Linked DNA regions of Pan troglodytes: region 2 is linked to region 1. The links are chromatin contacts, called in public Hi-C maps. All regions are on one chromosome and are shown on one strand. Each heading gives the region's core, a stretch centred on a gene start, on an enhancer-like site or on the middle of the called end of the contact. The rest is flanking DNA. Distances are from core to core; before and after follow the strand shown. Region 1 holds the start of RTRAF (RNA transcription, translation and transport factor). Region 2 has its middle 52 kb from the start of NID2.

Region 1 (6,630 bases), core at 2,957-5,456:
GATACTGTGAGGGGGAAGAAAAAAAAACCACCAGTTTCATTATTACCATAAAGTCACAGAAAAAAGAATGGGAGAGTTGAAAGAGACCTTAGTTTGGATCTCTAACAATTTTTTAATAACATTACTACACTTTTGATGCAATTATATAACCCAACAGAAGGGAACATTTAAGTGTATCATCTTAAGAAAAAAAATAGAATACGACAACTTCCTCATTTTATAGATGAGAAAGCTGAGGCCTAGAGATTGACACTTGCCAAGGGTTACAAAACTTACACCTGGGACTAGAATCTAAGCTTTCTGATTCCTACTCTCAATATACATAGAGCAATTAACTAAAAAGAATAACTTTAAAAAGGATATACAATAAATCATTATCTATCTAAACCTTAACTTTCATATTATGGAAATGCCACTGAAAAGAGTAGCCATGTAACATACATGTAGGGTGTAACCAAGTAATTTAAATAAATGTCAGAAGCTGTATATTCAAATAAATGTTGCATATAATAGTATTATATGTAACATTATATGTAATATAAGATTATAATAAAATCAACTTGAAGGATAATAACTGTTTAGGTTCTGATATGTTGAAATTATTCTTACTGTCATTCCAGGTGTTTCACATCAGAAATATGTGTGTGTATATGTATATATATACACACACATACATACATATTTCTTTTTTTTGAGACAGAGTCTTGTTCTGTTGCCCAGGCTGGAGTGCAATGGCACAATTTTGGCTCACTGCAACCTCCGCCTCCCGGGTTCAAATGATTCTCCTGGCTCAGCCCCCTGGGCAGCTGAGATTACACACATGCGCCACCACACCTGGCTAATTTTGTGTTTTTAGTAGAGACGGGGTTTCGCCACGTTGGCCCGGCTGGTCTCGAACCCCTGACCTCAGGTGATCCACCCATCTTGGCTTCCCAAACTGCTAGGATTATAGGCATGAGCCACCGTGCCCAGCCTAGACAATTTTTTATATTCTCCAGATGCCTTTCTACATGCAGAATTCTGTATTGTCTTGTACACATGAATAGACCATAAAATGTAATATAAACAAACATAAAATCCTAAAAATATATTTCAAAGTTTTAAGAAGTCCACTGAAAATTTTAAAAATATTTTCTAAGAGCAAAGGAAAAGAATACAGTAGTATTAATAGTAGTAGTATAGAGGCATTGGCAGTAATAAGCTTATCACACTTGCTATGCGCCAGGGACTTCTGTGAACAATTACTCATTAAAAACAAAGCCACACTTATGAGATAGGTATCATTGTTACCCTCACTTATTGATGAAAAAATTGAGACACGGAAAGGTTAATAACAATGATGTAATTTATACAATCCCTAATTTATAAAATCACTGATTCTAGGGAGAAAGTACCTAATCACACTGCTCTCGCAAATGAAAAACTTAGCCTTTTTCAAGAAAAATATCTCACTCATCAAATATAACTGATAAAAATGTTTAATGTAAGAAATGACACTAAAAGGATTTTTATTCTAATCTGAGAATTCTTTTTTATGCAAAAGTGTTACTAAAACTAAATCAATGGGAAAATGATTCAAGGCACAAAAATATGACATACCAGAGATCATTTAAGGACTATTTCCCTAGCATACAACAAGGGATATCTGTTTACATTAAATATAAGCATAAACACGACAGTCTTAGTTTTCAAGCATCTCAATAATGTCTTTTTTTGAGACAAGGTGTCACTCTGTCGCCCAGGCTGGAGAACCTCAGCCTCCCAATTAGCTGACACTACAGACGCATGCCAGCACACCCAGATAACTTTCTATTTTCTTGTAGAGACAGGGTTTCATCATGTTGCCCAGGCTGCTGTCAGAACTCCTGGGCTCAAATGATCTGCCACCTCAGCCTCCCAAAGTGCTGGCATTATAGGTGTTAGCCATCACACCTGGCCAATGTCTTCTTTTAATATAAGAAATAGCACTGTGTTTAACAAAAATTCTGATTTGGGCCATAAAGGGAAAGCGAAATGTTTACATCATTATTTATTTAAGAAACTTCATGTTTCTAGAGAAAACTATTTCTACCTAATACTGAAAGCTTGGTAGGAAGACATAAAATAATTTGCTCTAAAAGCAAAAGACACATCTAAGAAAAAAGCAAAATCCCTGAAATCCAGCTTTCCTAACACTGATCATTATCATTTTTTTCTTAAAAGAAGAAAGTAATTTTAAGCTCATCTTCATGATTTTTCAGACAAACTCTCTGTATTTTTACTTTACTTCCTAATTCATTACCTTTTCAAAGAACTTGGGCCAGTCGCTGCTGTGGATGTTTCTTAAATTCCCTCTGTCTTCAATCTTGTAGTGTCTGATTTTCTGGTCTTCAAGCCAAACGATGAAGTTTCTAAATTCTGTTTCATCTGCAATAAAAAATATCACATAAATAACTAGAAGCACTACATAAAATACCTCCTTCTCAGGTATATGTTCAGATATATGTTCTTGTGGAATTTTCTTAACTTCAAAATACTAAGTTAATTGAACCAAAAGAGGGAGTTGAAAGTACAGATTCTGGAGTTGAAAGTACAGATTAACAATGATCTGTTCAAATCCTGGGTCCAGATACTTACTGGTTGTGTGAACTTGGGATAATCACCCACATTTTCTGTGCCTCAGATTCTTCAGCTACAAAATGAGGGTGCTAATAGAACTTACCTCATAGAGTTATGAAGATTAAAAGAAGTTGTTTTATTTAAGAAGTTTCTTAAATAAAATAAATACGGATAAAAACACTGCCTGGCACATAGTTTTGCTATTTAAGTGTTACATATTAATATTCCAGTTCCTTTGCGGACAGAAAGGGGAAGGAGGGCAAGGTTAAATTTATAGCAAAGTAATAAAGTAAAATATATAACAAAATAATAAGTAAAAGAAATTAAATGACAAAAAAGACACTGTGACAACTGTTGTCATGGAATGTTAACTGCACATTAAGTGCATAATTGTTTCGTTTAATCCTCCCCATACCTCTTTTGAGGTAGGTAATATCCCATTTTACAGATAAGAACATTGAGACTCAAAGATTCCAATCCAGAACAAGGCTCTATTGTCACTGATACTTTTTTGTTAAAGTAGAAAAACAATAGATTATAATTTGATATGCTTCTACAGGCGATCAACAAAACACTGTCATCCTGCTTAAAAATTATTTTCAATTTGTGAGTCAAATTCAAGCTTCCATTATAGGGTCTTGAGAATTACACAGTGGTCTGAGTATCACAAATTATACTTGATCACTTTCAAACTTACCAGTCTATCACAGGCCACAACTATACAAAGGAAACGAGTAGTGGTGGGTAGCAGTTTAGTTACAGTGAGTAGCAACGTTATTACTTTTTAAAATTCTAATGCTGTAAAATCCCAAATACCTTTGTATTCACAATTCAACCCTCCCACTCATCTGCTATTAACTTTTTTGCAACACCACATAACACAACTAGCCCGTTACTACACGCGCTTACCCTCCCACTGTGATCGGTCCTGATTTCATTGTGTACTGTCTCAAACTGCTCAGTGGGTTCTGATTGCTTCCACCCCTCGTCCCTTTAGCTCCTGGCAGGCAGTGAACTAGTCTTCAAGTTACTCAGCACCTTCCTCAGAATCCAGCACCGCGCTGGCCCATAATTAGCAGGTGCTCAAGGTATCGCCTAATTACCCAGGGAACCATGGAGTTGAATAGTGAGTGAGAAAGACGAATGCTCTCCCTTTTATGTACAGAGAAGGTAGTTACGTGGTGCTTGGAGTTAAGCAAGTGCAGAAAGTAACATGCCGAGACAGGAGTAGGTGAGAGGGCTTTAAAGGCGGGAAGGGGCGGCGAAGAGCCGAGGTACGTGGCGACCCAGAGGAGAGGGGCCCGGAGGCTGCCGGCGGAAACCAGGCCGCCGAGGGTCCCGGCGGGGAGGTGGGGTGCGGGCACTGAGGCTGGGACCTCCGCCCAGGTCAGGGACACGCGGCCGGGCCGAGGCCGCCGCCTCACCTTTGCAGTTGAAGCCGGCGGGGTTGTGGTAGTCGAGAGCCGTCAACTTGCGTCGGAACATGGTCCCCGCTTCTCGCTCTGGTCCCCCGGGCCTCGGCCGGGAGAGAAGAAGCGAGGTGGAGCGGGAGGCGCAGGCACCGGCGACGCGGCGAGAGGGCGGGCAGGCGCTGAGACGCTCCGAAATGACGGCGGCCTTCCCCAATCGTGGCTTAAAAGCGGTGGCCGCCGGCAAATGCCCACCAATCGCGGCTCCGGCTGGGGAGGCGGGGCCACGTCGGCGCACGTCGACGCTCAAATAAACTTTATTGTCAGCTTCCTGGTTGTACAATAGGCAGAAAACCACTGGGAAGCCACTTTCCTTTCTTTCTTGCTATAGCATGCAGAGAATAGTATATGTAGGCTTTTGGTATTCGCTGTACCTCCCGTTGGATTACAGAATTACTGTTTAGTGTTTTGAGTGCATTCATTCATTTTATTACTCCTCCTACATAACAGGTGCTCTTCTAACACTGGTAATACAAAGACTACAAAGCAAGGTCCCTATAGTAAGATGCTTTCAGACTAGTTGGGAGTGATCCACAGGTAAACATACAATTGTTAATACGATGCGATCGTTCCAGATATCCTCAGCCAGAGTGAAATCTGAAGCCGAGATCGTCCCTCACTCCCCCTCACCCTCGGTCACAGCATCCAGTAGGTCACCAATTCCTGCCATTCTGTCTCTCCTAACTCTCAAATCCCTCACCTCCTTTCGGACCCCACTGATACAGCCACAGATCAGATCCTCATCACTTTTGCTTACTCTAATTATCTGATTGATTTCTTAGGGCCAGTCCTGCCTTCTCCAAACCATTCCTCCATACAGCGATGAGAGAGATTTTTCTAAAGCAAAAACCTGTACATAACTTTCTCTGCTTATGTTTTAGTGGTTCCTGGTTACCCCCTAGAAATAATCAAAACTCCTTATTGTATTTAAGATCTTTCCTGATCCAGTCTCTACTTGCTTTTCAGACAGTGGAGAGAGAGCAGTGAACAAGACAGACCAGGCCCCTATTTTCATGGAGTTTAAAAGGCTAATGAGGGAAACAATAAACAGATAAGTATAAACTAAGGCTTGAAGATGGTGAGGCATTCACCATGCAGTCAAAAGGGTAACCTAGTTTGAGGGAAGAGGATGTATAAAGGCAAGAAATGAGCAACAGCATGGCCCAGAGGGACTAGAGCTTATAGGGGCTGGAGGGTGAGAGGGAATGACAGCGGATAAGACTATAGACAAAGGCAGGAGTCTGATAAGGAAAAGCCTCTCATGGCAAGCTAAGGGAAGCTATTGAAATTCTTGGGGGTAAGCCAACTATGTATGTTTCATTTCATTTCATTAATTAAGATTTTAATTAAACACTTAGGATCTGAGGAGCATACAAATGAGTAAACTATAGTCTATTTTCAGGAAGCTTAAGTATAATGACAAATATAGATGTGTAAATAAATACTTATAATCTGGAGTTAGAAAGAGTAAGTGAATTACAAGAAATATAAAATGTACTACAAAGAAGTACAGGCCAGGTGCAGAGGCTCATGCCTGTAGTCCCAGCACTTTGGGAGGCTGAGGTGGGAGGGTAGTTCAAGCCCAGGAGTTTGAGACCAGCCTAGGCAACATAGTGAGACTTTGTCTCTATGAAAACTAAAAAAAAAAAAAGAAAGAAAGAAAAATTAGCCTGGAATGCTCGTGTGTGCCTGTGGACCCAGCTACTCAGGAGGCTGAGGTGGGAGGATCACTTGAGCCTGCAAGGTTGAGGCTGCAGTGAGCCATGATCACACCAACCTGGGCAACATGTAAGACCCCATCTCAAAAATAATAATAATAAAAAGAAGTACAGAGGCTAGAATACAGCTTTAGTTTTAAGGGGGCACTGTAAGATAATCTGTATTTTTCAATTAAGGTGCTTATAGAGTGAATCAAGAAAATCAGTTCGAGAGTGTCTCATTTCCAACAAAATTTGATCAAAGATATGGCTATAATCTCATATTGTAGTGCATGCTAGTTGTATAATTAATGAAATACTAACCAAAAAATGAAAGAATGAACCAATCATGGAAGGGAAAATAATAAGTACTTACATATAAATAATAAATTAAAAAGGGGGAAAAATACAATTGCAGACCATGAATTTCTTTAAAAAAATAAGGAAAAACATCTCTTACCATTTGTTTTCTGAAATTGACCTTTCAAGGCAGAAAATGAAGTTGTTTGCTCCTGGCCTAGTCTTTCCACTTCAGGGTCCCCATTGTCAGCAACTTAAGACTGTCCCTAGTCATCAGCCCTGGCCACCACCAGGAGTGGGGAGGTTGGAGGAAGATTCAGATGATGCAGAATGCTAAAGTATCAGGGGATACTTGAGCAGGGGATAAAGCAAACTTTGGGAAAGAAGTATAAAATAAATATTAATCCATTTTTTATGTTAAAACCCAGTTATCTTTTTTTTTCTCTGAATTTGAAGGAGTTCTTTGACCTATTCTGAATGGAGTGTCCAACAGTAAGTGAATCTTACATAATTCCATTTCTGAAGACCAAGCCCTCTGTATACTTCAAGAAAAGGAAACCAACTTT
Region 2 (6,630 bases), core at 2,207-4,706, 130 kb before region 1:
CAAAAAGCCCCAGAGTTTCTGATTCAGTTGGTTAAGGGTGGGGCCTGGGAATGTGCATTTCTATCACGTTCCCAACAGATGCTACTGGTCTGGGAACTACACTTTGAGAACCACTGCTTTAATTCATACCATATGTTTGCAGAATTGGTCCACAAACTTGTATGTTAGGTGACACCTGATGAAAGAAAAAGTTCATCTGAATTAAATTTAAAGAAGTTTAATTGAGCAATGAACAATTTGCGAATGGGGCAGCACCCAGAGTCACAGCAGATTCACAGAGACTCCAGCACAACCACGTGGTGGAAGAAGATTTATAGACAAAAAAAGGGAAATGAAGTACAGAAACCAGAAGTGACGTACAGAACAACTGGATTGATTGCAGGTTGGCATTTGCCTTTTTTGAACACAGTCTGAACACTCATCAGTGTGTGAGTAGTTGAAGTACGGCTGCTGGGATTGGCCAAGACTCAGCTATTGTTCCAGATGCATACTCCTAAGTTAGGTTTTCAATCTTGTTTATTAAGCTAGGTTACAGTTCATCCCCAAGGACTCAAATATAGAAGAATGGAGTCCTTCTCAGGCTATATTTATTTTGCTTTAACACACCTATGTCCTTGAAGGAACCCATGAAGAGCCCTTTCATGAAGAGTCTGTTTTGCTGATGAGGAAGATGAATAGAAATAAGCAACTTGTCCAAGGCCATGCTGATAGAAATTTGGTAGAATCCGTCTGAAGTAGACCCATGATCTTCTGATTCCTTACTAAGGGTAGTTCCTAAGGCTGTTAGTCTTTCACAACTTTCTTTAATAGCAGACAGGGGTGATTAGCAGTTGCTATTTGTGAAATGTCTAAGAGTTGATGCCTGGGTTGGCCCTTGAGTTCATAGCTGTGAAAGTAAACCCATTACAACTATTTTTGTTGGTTTGTTTGTTTGTTTGAGATGGAGTCTCACTTTGTTGCCTGGGCTATAGTGCAGTGGCCTGATCTCGGCTCACTGCAACCTCCGTCTCCTGAGTTCAAGCAATTCTCCCCCCTCAGCCTCCCAAGTAGCTGGGACTACAGGCGCACGTCACTACACCCGGCTAATTTTTTTTACTTTTAGTAGAGATGGGGTTTCACCATGTTGGCCAGGCTGGTCTTGATCTCCTGACCTCGTGACCTGTCCGCCTCGGCCTCCCAAAGTGCTGGGATTACAGGCGTGAGCCATCGCACCTGGCCCCCCATCACAACTATTTTATGGTCTGGGTCCCAGATTTTATTCACCTCTCTACCCCCGCAGTAACCTACACAGTGTTTTCTGCATTCTAGGTGTATTAAATAAATACATGTTGGCTGAGCACAGTGGCTCACACCTGTAATCCCAGCACTTTGGGAGACTGAGGCAGGAGGATTGCTTGAGCCCAGGAGTTTGAGACTAGCCTGAGCAACATAGTGAGACCCCAACTCTAGAAAATAAGTTGAACATGAGCATGACCTAATAGCAATGAAAAAAGAATGCTCCCTATTTTTATCCATGACACATTATAGGAGATAAAAATGTCCTTCAGCGTACCTGAGATTATCAAGGATAGAAGTACATAAAACATTAAATTTCAGCTCTTTAGAATTATATGCCTAAATGCTGTTGGGTTTCCAAAGATAGTGGATTTCAACCCAATTTAATTTTAAAAAATGATGTTCACTCTAAACAAATAACTGTGCTGGGGTTGTAAGTAAGATCTAGTTTCTCACTTACAGGAATTTAGTGTCAAGTGGGAAGATGCAGAATGTTCGTAATTAACTACAGTATTACATGAAATAGAATGTGTTACCTGCCAAAATAGAGATCTACAGTGCAAAGAGACAAAAAGGTGAGAACTGGCTTTCACTTAGGAGAGTGAATGAAGCATTTGTGGAGGAAATGGTATCTGAACCGAGCCTCTAAAGGGTAGGTGGATCTTGCCTGTTAAAGAGAAAGAATCTTCTGGGCAGAGAAAATCACATGGGAAAAGAGATAGGCACAAAGCTCTCTTGGGAGCAGCTACTTTTCCATATGGACTGGGCAGGGCACGCGAGTGAAGTATGAAGTTCAACTGGAATGTCATTGGGAACAGCCAAGGCCGAGAACTATGGAATAGTTTTGAACCAGGGGAGATATGATCAGGGCTGTGCTGCAAAGAAAGTGGCTGCAGCAGGGAGCAGTGTGGAGGGCAGGGGGAAGAGATAAGAAGAGAGAGGTGAAGAGTTGGAAACCAGTAAGAAGGACACTTCAGAATGTGACATGAGTGAGAGAGTGGGTTTGGGCTCCTCTGTGGTAAACCTCATTTTGAAACTGGTTTCACTCGCTACCCCTGCAATTTAGGCTTTAAAATAAGACTGTCTTTGGACTTTAGTTTTCTCACCTGTGAAAGGAGAGGGTCGATGCTGGCTCAAGTCGGCCATCTCTGATGGTCTGTGATGCTAAGCATCTTATTTGTCATCTGCTACAAATCCAATTCTGGATGGCCGAGGTCACTTCTCATCCTTAAAATTTGCTAACATGAATTTGGTGCTGTTTGCAATTGGAAATCCCACTGATATGGCCATGATTTGGGGCAGGATTGGGAAGATGAAATCATTGAGTTGGAGTTTATTCCAATTTGCCTTATTTAAAACTTATTTCAGTTATACCAACTTTTCAAGCATGGCTGAAAAGAGAAAATATATCTTGCTGGGTTTACAAACTCGGGGGACAGGAAGTAGGTTTCCAACTCTGAACATGTGGTAGGTTACTTAGGTTACTTCTTATAAACACAAGGGTTTTACATCAGGGGCAGAGGCCAGATTTCATGACTATAACTGGAAATCTTAGGGAACAGATGAATCATATAACCCATCACTTCAACCGGAAAGCAAATGTATCCTACTATTAGAGTTTATCTCGAAATGTTTTGGGAAATCTCAGGGGGCTGGAGGAACCCTCAGCTCAAGCCATTTGTGGGATGTGTTGGTCCGGCATAGACTCCAGCCAAAAGACCAAATATTGCCTTTTGTTGTTTCCTGGAGGGAAGGATATGGACAACAATGATCTGGCCATGGGGAAGATTCAAGGGAATAAAAATGAATCATCACCAGCCACCAGGAAGCATCAGGAGCTCTCTAAATGGAATGGAGGCCTCCCATACCTTGGGTGGGTGAGGTAAAACAATAGCTGATGAGGGAGACAGAGGCGGAGATAGGAACACTCAGCTGTACTGAGACTGGCAACCATGGTGAAGGAACTAACCAAAAGAAATATGAGCTTGCTGCTGCCCCGAATTTCAAAAGAAATCACTTCGGGGCTGGTTTCCTGTAGTGTCCCTTAGGGAGGTCATTTTTTTTTTTTTTTCTGAGCCACCCCTGGTGATTTCCTCATCAGCTGCCCCAGCTCTAGTATCCACCATGAGCAATGTCATCTGCATAAAAATGTGGAGAATGTAACCAACTATTCACTCCATGTCCAAAAGGGCTCTGTGAACTATGAGGCTGCACGTGCAGCCTGCTGCACAAAGAGCCTCCAACCAGAAGACTGGAGTGCTAATTGCTGCCCTAGGAAGGAGGGTGGAGGGACATCTGCCCTCCAGTTCCGGTCCTCAGCTGCGGCTTTGGGGGAATTTTAGGCACACCCTGCTAGTTGCTGGACCCTGGGACATAGGATTTGAGCTGGATTCTTTCTTGTCTTCTTGTGCTTTTTAAATAATGTAATTAATTAATTACCTTTTTTAAAGCATCCTTATATCTCTCCATTTATTTTTGTCTTCTTTAGTGTTTCTAAATAAAGTCTTTTTTTAACCTTTAAAAATTAAGGATATTTTCAAACATACAAAAATTAGAGGATAGTATGATGATCCCACACCACCTAACTTCGATATCTGACCAAGTTTGTTTCACTTATGTCCCTTCCAGTTTTTTTCTAGATATGTAAAAACACATTCCAAGTATCATGTCATCTGTAAAGTCTTCAAAATATATTGCTAGCAGATAAGGAGTTTTAACAAATAACAGTACTACTATTATATGTAACAAAACTAGTAATTTTTTCACCTCACGTAATGCCCGGTGATCCACTTTCTTTTGTTGTCTAAAATGTCTTTTTTGAAGTTGGCTTGAGTTGGAAACCAAGTAAGATCTATACAAAATACACGTTAGTTCCTCTCTTCTTTTCATGCTATTCATTTGTAGAAGAAATCAGATAATAGGTTCTGTAGAATTTCGAGCTTTGGCTTATTGCATTCTTGTGGTGTTTTCCCAGGGAGCCCTTGTGTCCAGACGGTGGTCTTTCAATAACATTTGCCAGTTTTTTATGATTACAGGGTTTTTGCTTATTTGATTTTATATTTGTATCTTCTTGTTCCTATGCTGAAAAGCTCAGTCTCTATATTAACATAATTACTTATCAACTTTAGCTTACAACACATATATAGCTTAAAAATAATAGGCAATAAGACTACTGAACCTAGGTTAAGAGTTCTCTGCAATAATTCCATGGAGGTAATATCTTCTTTTACATCCCTAAAGATATTTACTATAGTTCCTTTCTGCATTGATGTTTTCCTTTATTTTCTTTATCATTTCTGTTTCACTTTTCAGGCATTGATAAACCTTGGCTGTTGCTTCAAATATAAATGATTCTAGAACATCAGAATAACTAGTAACAATAAGATTACTCAAATAAGCACATAAAATCAAAGAAGGTAAGTAAAAATTTTATAATCTAACGTTTGAATTGGACATATCACTATAAACTCATTTTATCTTTTAAAATAAATTTTAAAATGCATATTTCATTGCTCTGTCCCTTGAAAAAGTCTAAAAGGAATGACAACTCAGCAGTAATTAACACAATAAGCATCCAGATTGTGGTTTTTAAATCCTATTGTGTCCAGAATTGGTGGGTTCTTGGTCTCACTGACTTCAAGAATGAAGCCGCAGAGGCTCGCGGTGAGTGTTACAGCTCTTAAGGTGGCGCGTCTGGAGTTTGTTCCTTCTGATGTTCGGATGTGTTCAGTTTCTTACTTCTGGTGGGTTCGTGGTCTCACTGGCTCAGGAGTGAAGCTGCAGACCTTCGAGGTGACTGTTACAGCTCTTAAGACAGCGCATCTGGAGTTGTTCTTTCCTCCCGGTGGGCTCGTGGTCTCGCTGGCTTCAGGAATGAAGCTGCAGACCTTTGTGGTGAGTGTTACAGCTTGTAAAAGCAGCGTGGACCCAAAGAGTGAGCAGTAGTAAGATTTATTGCAAAGAGCAAAAGAACAAAGCTTCTACATTGTGGAGAAGGACCTGAGCGGGTTGCCACTGCTGCCTCCGGCAGCCTGCTTTTATTCTCTTATCTGGCCCCACCCACATCCTGCTGATTGGTAGAGCCGAGTGGTCTGTTTTGACAGGGCGCTGATTGGTGCGTTTACAATCCCTGAGCTAGACACAAAGGTTCTCCACGTCCCCTCCCGATTAGCTACATACAGAGTGTGGACACAAAGGTTCTCCAAGGCCCCACCAGAGTAGCTAGATACAGAGTGTCGATTGGTGCATTCACAAACCCTGAGCTAGACACAGGGTGCTGATTGGTGTGTTTACAAACCTTGAGCTAGATACAGAGTGCCTATTGGTGCATTTACAATCCCTGAGCCAGACATAAAGGTTCTCCACGTCCCCACCAGACTCAGGAGCCCAGCTGGCTTCACCCAGTGGATCCCGCACCAGGGCTGCAGGTGGAGCTGCCTGCCAGTCCCGGTGCCGTGCGCCTGCACTCCTCAGCCCTTGGGTGGTCGATGGGACTGGGCGCCCTGGAGCAGGGGCTGGCACTCGTCGGGGAGGCTCGGGCCGCACAGGAGCCCATGGAGGGGGTGGGAGGCTCAGGCATGGCGGGCTGCAGGTCCCGGAGCCCTGTCCTGCGGGAAGACAGCTAAGGCCCGGTGAGAAATCGAGCGCAGCGCCGGTGGGCTGGCACTGCTGGTGGACCCAGTACACCCTCTGCAGCCGCTGGCCTGGGTGCTAAGCCCCTCATTGCTCGGGGCCGGCAGGGCCGGCCAGCTGCTCCGAGTGCGGGGCCCGCCAAGCCCACGCCCACCTGGAACTCCAGCTGGCCCGCAAGCGCCGTGTGCAGCCCCGGTTCCCGCTCGCGCCTCTCCCTCCACACCTCCCTACAAGGTGAGGGAGCCGGCTCCGGCCTTGGCCAGCCCAGAAAGGGGCTCCCATAGTGCAGCGGTGGGCTGAAGGGCTCCTCAAGTGCCGCCAAAGTGGGAGCCCAGGCAGAGGAGGCGCCGAGAAGGAGCGAGGCCTGTGAGGACTGCTAGCACGCTGTCACCTCTCACTATTCCCAACTAACAGGAACTAGAGCTCTTTAGAAAAATGCTTGATTCCAAGTCTAGGGCAAAAATTAAAAGGTGAGTCTGGGACATTGTTTTGTGTCAAAGAAGAAACAAGAAAGCCTTTCAAAACAAATGGGGCTGTCGTTATCCAATGGGTTCTTCCTGCCTGCTGCAGAGACAAAACCCATTCACTGAGACCACAGTATTGCAGTAAAGAAGGAGTTTAATTAATACGAGGCCGGCCACGTAGAAGAACTGGAATTATTCAAGTCAGTCTCCTGAAGGCTTGGAGGTTAGAGTTTTTCAAGGAGAGCTTGGTGGGCAGGAG

The links. Hi-C and Micro-C count contacts between places; a contact is called where the count stands out from the background.
Region 2: a contact with region 1 is called in a Hi-C map of stem cell-derived neural progenitor cells, with 4 times the contacts expected there. The contact joins the enhancer-like site here to the promoter of RTRAF in region 1. A contact is called at or near these places in 3 of 7 Hi-C or Micro-C datasets (blood, induced pluripotent stem cells and stem cell-derived neural progenitor cells) and 1 of 1 datasets of contacts at active chromatin or transcription factors (stem cell-derived excitatory neurons).

The regions. Positions count from the first base shown.
Region 1 is chr15:49,997,529-50,004,158 of NHGRI_mPanTro3-v2.0_pri, reverse strand. RTRAF (RNA transcription, translation and transport factor) reads right to left here and starts at 4,206. Exons shown (of 8, transcript NM_001246406.1): 1 at 4,023-4,206; 2 at 2,282-2,406; 3 at 1-4. The coding sequence starts at 4,083.
Region 2 is chr15:50,127,542-50,134,171 of NHGRI_mPanTro3-v2.0_pri, reverse strand. No RefSeq gene overlaps it. Among named protein-coding and RNA genes, the nearest start is that of NID2, 52 kb to the right of the region's middle. Within about 2 kb of position 3,456, at least 7 of the 24 cell types and tissues checked have an H3K27ac peak or open chromatin away from gene starts, as enhancers often do. A contact at or near this core is called in induced pluripotent stem cells and stem cell-derived neural progenitor cells, where this site is marked.